Regions from separate parts of the Capsicum annuum genome. Here region 1 is linked to region 2. The links are chromatin contacts, called in public Hi-C maps. All regions are on one chromosome and are shown on one strand. Each heading gives the region's core, a stretch centred on a gene start, on an enhancer-like site or on the middle of the called end of the contact. The rest is flanking DNA. Distances are from core to core; before and after follow the strand shown. Region 1 holds the start of LOC107862861 (poly(A) polymerase I). Region 2 holds the start of LOC107862863 (V-type proton ATPase subunit C).

Region 1 (2,914 bases), core at 25-2,524, 140 kb before region 2:
AGCCGTTCTGTGTTCTTGTTGTCTTGTGTTGTTGTTGCATTTTTGGGGACTGTTTTGAGGCTTGTTTGGACTGTTTGGTATCACTACTCCGGCAGAGTTAGGACTTAGGCATCTCTCATCAATAACCTTGGCAATGAAAAGGGGTCAGATACTTCAACCACAGGAGCAATTAGTTGATTGACCCAACCGAAGGGATGCATGGGTTAGATGATACATTTCTTTCTCTCTCTATTTTGAGAATTAGATGATCCATTTCATAACACAGTAAAGTAGGTACAGGGAAGTGTTTAATAAAGGTGGAAATCGATCCCGTCACATATATCACCTAAAGCAGCTTATTAAAAAAGTAACATTATAAGAAGCCATGGAATAAGTGGCAGACCAAGATACATTGCATTTCTCTTAAAAGAAGCATGACCGCTGATTCGTAATCTTAAATAAGGAATAAATACCACCACCTTAAGGAACTCTAAGGCAAATCTTAAACTCTCTTCACCACAATACAATTACATGGGAGAGAAAAGTTCAATGAAGGTGGCAGCTGGCTAATCAAATAGGTGCCATGTAATCATGAAAAAAATTAGCTATATTATCAAGGATGAAGTTAGCGTACGTAATTTGTTCATGTTGATGGCAGCAAAGGACAAAGCAGAGTAACATGACTAGTCCCATTCAGTGTGTTCACCCAATAGCAAACAAGGCAGTTAATTTCCATTGCTAAAAGAAGTATTAGTCTAGTCCAAAACAAAAGATAACTAAAACATAAAACCAGCAAACTATAATCAACTGTGAAATAGAGTACCTTTACTTCTGAGACCATTAAGAACAATTTTTGCAGGTTTAGCAATCATCGAGCTGCTAATTCCTAGTTCCTTAGAATTGAACCTCTTCCATTCTGCTGGTTCTGTAATTCCCACTAAAATATTCACTTTTTTTTTCTTCCGCAAAGACGGAAACTTCAATAAAAGCAGAAATTCACCAACCTTTGCCACTTTCGATATCTTCAATGGCTTCCATTGCTGCGGCACAGCTAATAAATACCTGTAAAAAAAAAAGTAGGAATAAATATGGATGTGTGTATGTCTTCACGCGTAATTGCAAGAACAAAGGAGGCACCTTTCGCATGTGGTAAGATAGGGGAAAATGCGGACGATATGAGAATGCGAAACCAGTGGCAATGGCCATGGTTAAGAGATGTGTGCTTCCTGCAACAATGTACACTGGGGGTTTTGATAGGGTTTTTGATTGGAGTAGAAGAGGTGATGATTTTGGACTCGGGTTGGGCTTAGTCCAATACAAATGGTTGGGCTTTTCGAGAACGAGGCCGAGTAAAATGGGCTGTTCTTGATTTTTGTCCCACCGTAAAAGAAGTCTTATAAAAAGGCAAAACTTTACGTATAGTTAAATATTAAATTATAAAAAAATAACAACACTTTTATCAAATTACATTTTGTAGCATATGTATTTGTATTTTTGTAGCAACAATTTGCAAAAATACAAAATACATATCGATCATAAGGACAGTAAAAATCATATATATTTGTATTTTTGTAGCAACAGTTTGCAAAAATACAAAATACAACTTGCTATATTATGTAATTATGAAACTATTGCTATGAAACTCATAATTAAGGGGATAAGTATGCTATTTCTGAATTTTACCCTTTCAATAATTTCATTTTATGAATTTCAGTTAGTGATTAAATGAATTTAAGATCCTAAGATATAAATATTGACTAATAGATTTTGTTTCTATTTCAGTTACATTTAGAGATTAAAAAAGGAAAAGGGAGTGATTCACTCCCTCCCGATGTATACACCAAGCCAATACATGTATGACACATGTTTGAATTTAGAGTTCATGTTAACTTAACCATGATAAATTAACAAATAATTTACTTAATCGTGATAAAGAAAACTAGTTTGGTGTATACACCGGGTGCGTGTAAATTTTACCCCTCTTTTATCCTCTCTAACATCTCTCATTGTTATTGAATATTAAAATTCAAATATTGAAGATTGTGTGTCAAAATAAACCTGAGTATCATGAATGCGTTGATACCCATTCTAATTTGTAATACACAACATATAAAAAATAAAATATGTATATAGAAACAGTCATACATATTTGTATATGCATAAATGTGTGTGTGTATGAACAAACACATAACAAATACATATACATACGTATATATGTGTACCAACACATAACAAACTTGTATACATATATATAGGGGCGGATCTATTAGGGCCCGTGAGGATGTCACGTTACCTGCAAATTTTGACGGAAACTCTCTCTCTATATAGGTATATATATACACACTGATATATTCAAATAATAAACCTGTCACTCACAATACCAAAGTGATATCTAGTGCAAGTGGTAGAGGCGCATTTTTAGTGGCCCAAAGGTCGACCTTTGTTGGCAGCATAACTTTTCAAGTTTTTTTTAAAGTAATGCATGTTACTTAGTAGGCTGTAGGCATAATAGTTGACTTAATTATACAATTAATTATTATTTTTGACTTTTTTTTTAATTTTATTAGTTGTTAAAAAATAATTTAATCTCTCTCATCCAAATTAAAAAAAATTTATCGCTATTCCTCTCAATTTCCAAAGCACGATTTCACAACCTCTCTTTATTTCTCGACTTCTGAACTCTAGTTCACTGTTGTCGCCTTCTGCCGCTGGTCGAATTTCATCGTCGCTGGCAAAATCGCAAAAGTCTCACCTTTGAAGACTAAGGATTGGTTTCATAAGATTATACTCATGAGGACACTTTCTGTAAAGTTACTTAAATTCTGAATTTTTTTCATTTGAAGTGATTGTCCAAACCTTTCTGTGAATATCACTGTAGTCTGCATTTGATGGTTGAACTGCAATGTCTTCTAACAGTGCAAACATATAAATATAT
Region 2 (2,875 bases), core at 348-2,847:
TGTAAGATTTGATATGGAAATCCTTGTCACCACCCAACAAAATCGAAATTTATATAAATAAGATCTCCAACATTCTAATACCCACTACTTCTCTTGGATTAAAAAAAAGTTGCTTCATATAAAACAACCGAATAGATACCTTAAGGTCATCTTCAATCTTGGCAACTTGGCTGTGAATTCCATCCACAATCTCCTTAAGAGGTGACATTGTTGGATATTTCGCCTCATCCCATGCAAACCTACAACCAAAATCAAATTTTCTTATCAGAAAAAAGTTCTCACTTGACGAAAGCAGTCAAACTAGGTGATTACCTAGTGAGGTATGAGTCAACAGGAACGCCATCTACGGTGAGAGAGGTACTGAGAACACCAGAAACTCTCTCCAATTCCTCGATCTGACGTCGTGTCTTGGAGCAAACCCCTTCAATGAAGGTATTCGACTGCAAAAATTCGAACTTTCCACATCAGATTCACACCAATTCCACATTAAATAACTAAATTTCTCAATTACTAAACACAACTTTTGCCCTACCTATCCCCTTCCCCAATTGCAAAAATTGCTAAAAAACAAGAAAACGTTAACAATCCATTACAACAAAAAACTCAAGATTTGCACATCAGATTCGCATCAACGCCGCATTAAATAACAAAATTTATCCATTCCTAAATACAGTTTTTCCCCTTCGATAATCAAGTTCTACCTATCCCCTTCCCCAATTACATAATTCCAGCTAGAAGCTACCAAAAAACAGGAAAACGACAACAATCCATTATAGATCACACATTACTACTTATCGATTCCTAAAATACAAAATTGCAGCTAGTAGCTACTAAAAAAGAAGAAAACGATAACCAATCCATTATAGATCAAACATTACAATTTCTCGATTCCTAAATACAGTTTTTGCCTATCCTCTTCCCCAATTGCAAAATTGCAGTTAGTAGCTACTTAAAAAGGGAGAAAATGACAAGAGTCCATTATAGATCACACACTACTATTTCTCGATTCCAAAATAATCAAATTCTACCTATCCCCTTCCCCAATTGTAAAATTGCAGCTAAGTAGCTACTAAAAAACGAGAAAATCGTAACAATCCAATATAGATCACACATTACTAATGCTTCGCAACTGAAATAAGGAAATGTAGAGATAGACACACACACACACTAACCTTAACAAGATCATCGCTGAGAGCTAAAAGCGAATCCAATGTACCGACACGGAGATTAGGGATATTAAACTGCAAATTCAACGACAAAAATTGAAGATGATCCAAAAAAATCAGGCAGATATCGGTATAATATGTTAGCAGAAGCTAACCTGGACACCACGATCATTGAAAAATTAAATGTTAGGGAGAAGCAAGCTTACTCTGTAAAGAGGAGTGTCGAATGAATGCCTGGATATGGATTCTTGAAGGCGACTCCAAAGAGAAGTGGTAGATGAGTTTTGCTGAACAGGAAGAGAAACCACCCAATATCTCGAAGCCATTATTCTTCCACTGTTCTTTGCTTTGATTAGATGCGCAGGGAAAGATTAAAATTGGAGTCGTTGAACTTTTTTAAGTCCGTCCCGGAACGTTATGTAGTGATTTGTGTCTGTCCGTGCCTTAATAGAATTGCACCATCATCGCCTAGTTTCAGAATTACACAAACACCCCTTTTTTTTTCTTTTTACTTAAGTTAGTTTTTTTTTTTTGATAAACAGAACATAATATATATATATATATATATATAAAAGTTCTTAACGTATTACAGAGAGATTATCTATGGGCGAGCCACTGTACAAGCACCGGCAGTAGTATACATATTCCTAGTATTCACAACTTGATAACTACGATTAGTATTATTAAACACAAGTTGATCAGGCGTGTGTATCCTGACCGTACGACAACTCAAGCCTCCATTTTTGTCGGCAATCAAAATATCCTCTACGGATGCATGAGGTTCCCAAAATAGTTTCGTAGTAGTAGCTACATTCGTCCGTGTCAGTGCATGAGCCAACTTATTTTGTTCCCTGTACACGTGCTCCAGTAACGGGCCATCCAACTACGCATCAGGTACCTGCAATCAGACAATAAAGGTGAATCATCAGACGATACATTTGATATGACATGAACAATTTGAGCACATTCTACGTTTATTTGCAATGCCATGTAACGATATTGAATTGTAATGCTCAAACCCAAAAGTAAAGCCTGAAGTTTAGCTTCCATAGGGCTTGGGACAAAGATCCTACTAGTGAATCCTAGTAACCAATCCTCATTTGAGTTTAGAAAGAAACCCGCTATGGAAGTCATTTCCAACTTGGAAGGAAAGGTTGCATCAGTATTAAGCATAACAAAAGAAAGTGCAGGGGGCTTCCATTTGATGTACACTGGTATGGTTTGCTTAACTGTTCGTTGTTTACCCGCTAAAAAAAAAATATTCAGTGGCTAATGGCATCACATTATCAACAGAGATTTCAAAAGGAGTGTTGTAGAAAATACATCTATTTCGCGCTAACTAGATTGCCCAAAGGCAGTAGAGTAGCAGTATTTTGCTAGGAATATACTGCGTTGTTTGTTGTGAGGGCTTAAGATGAAGTAGTTGCAAGAGCCACAACAATGGATGTTGGTTCTCTGGCATCGTCTGCCTGAGTTTTCGAATTTGGTCTATGATGCCTAACTGAATCCACAATGGTTCAATGGATTCGCAGTAAATGAAGAGGTGGACAATGATTTCTTCCATTGTGAAGTTATAAAGTCTACCATTAGGGGTAGGGATACAGTGAATATGATGCAGATAAGAAGCTGTTGGGAGTCCATCATGATTAATGAGCCAAAGGAAATGCTTGATTTTAGGTGGCATATCCAACTTCCATGTCCAAGAGAAG

The links. A called contact is a pair of places that touch in the nucleus more often than the background predicts.
Region 1: a Hi-C map of leaf shows a contact between it and region 2, with 4 times the contacts expected there. The contact joins the promoter of LOC107862861 here to the promoter of LOC107862863 in region 2. A contact is called at or near these places in 2 of 5 Hi-C or Micro-C datasets (leaf and placenta).

What each region holds. Positions count from the first base shown.
Region 1 is chr3:238,276,535-238,279,448 of UCD10Xv1.1, reverse strand. LOC107862861 (poly(A) polymerase I) reads right to left here and starts at 1,274. Exons shown (of 14, transcript XM_016708562.2): 1 at 1,117-1,274; 2 at 984-1,041; 3 at 803-904. The coding sequence starts at 1,185.
Region 2 is chr3:238,136,023-238,138,897 of UCD10Xv1.1, reverse strand. LOC107862863 (V-type proton ATPase subunit C) reads right to left here and starts at 1,597. Exons shown (of 11, transcript XM_016708564.2): 1 at 1,373-1,597; 2 at 1,173-1,241; 3 at 313-440; 4 at 140-239. The coding sequence starts at 1,492.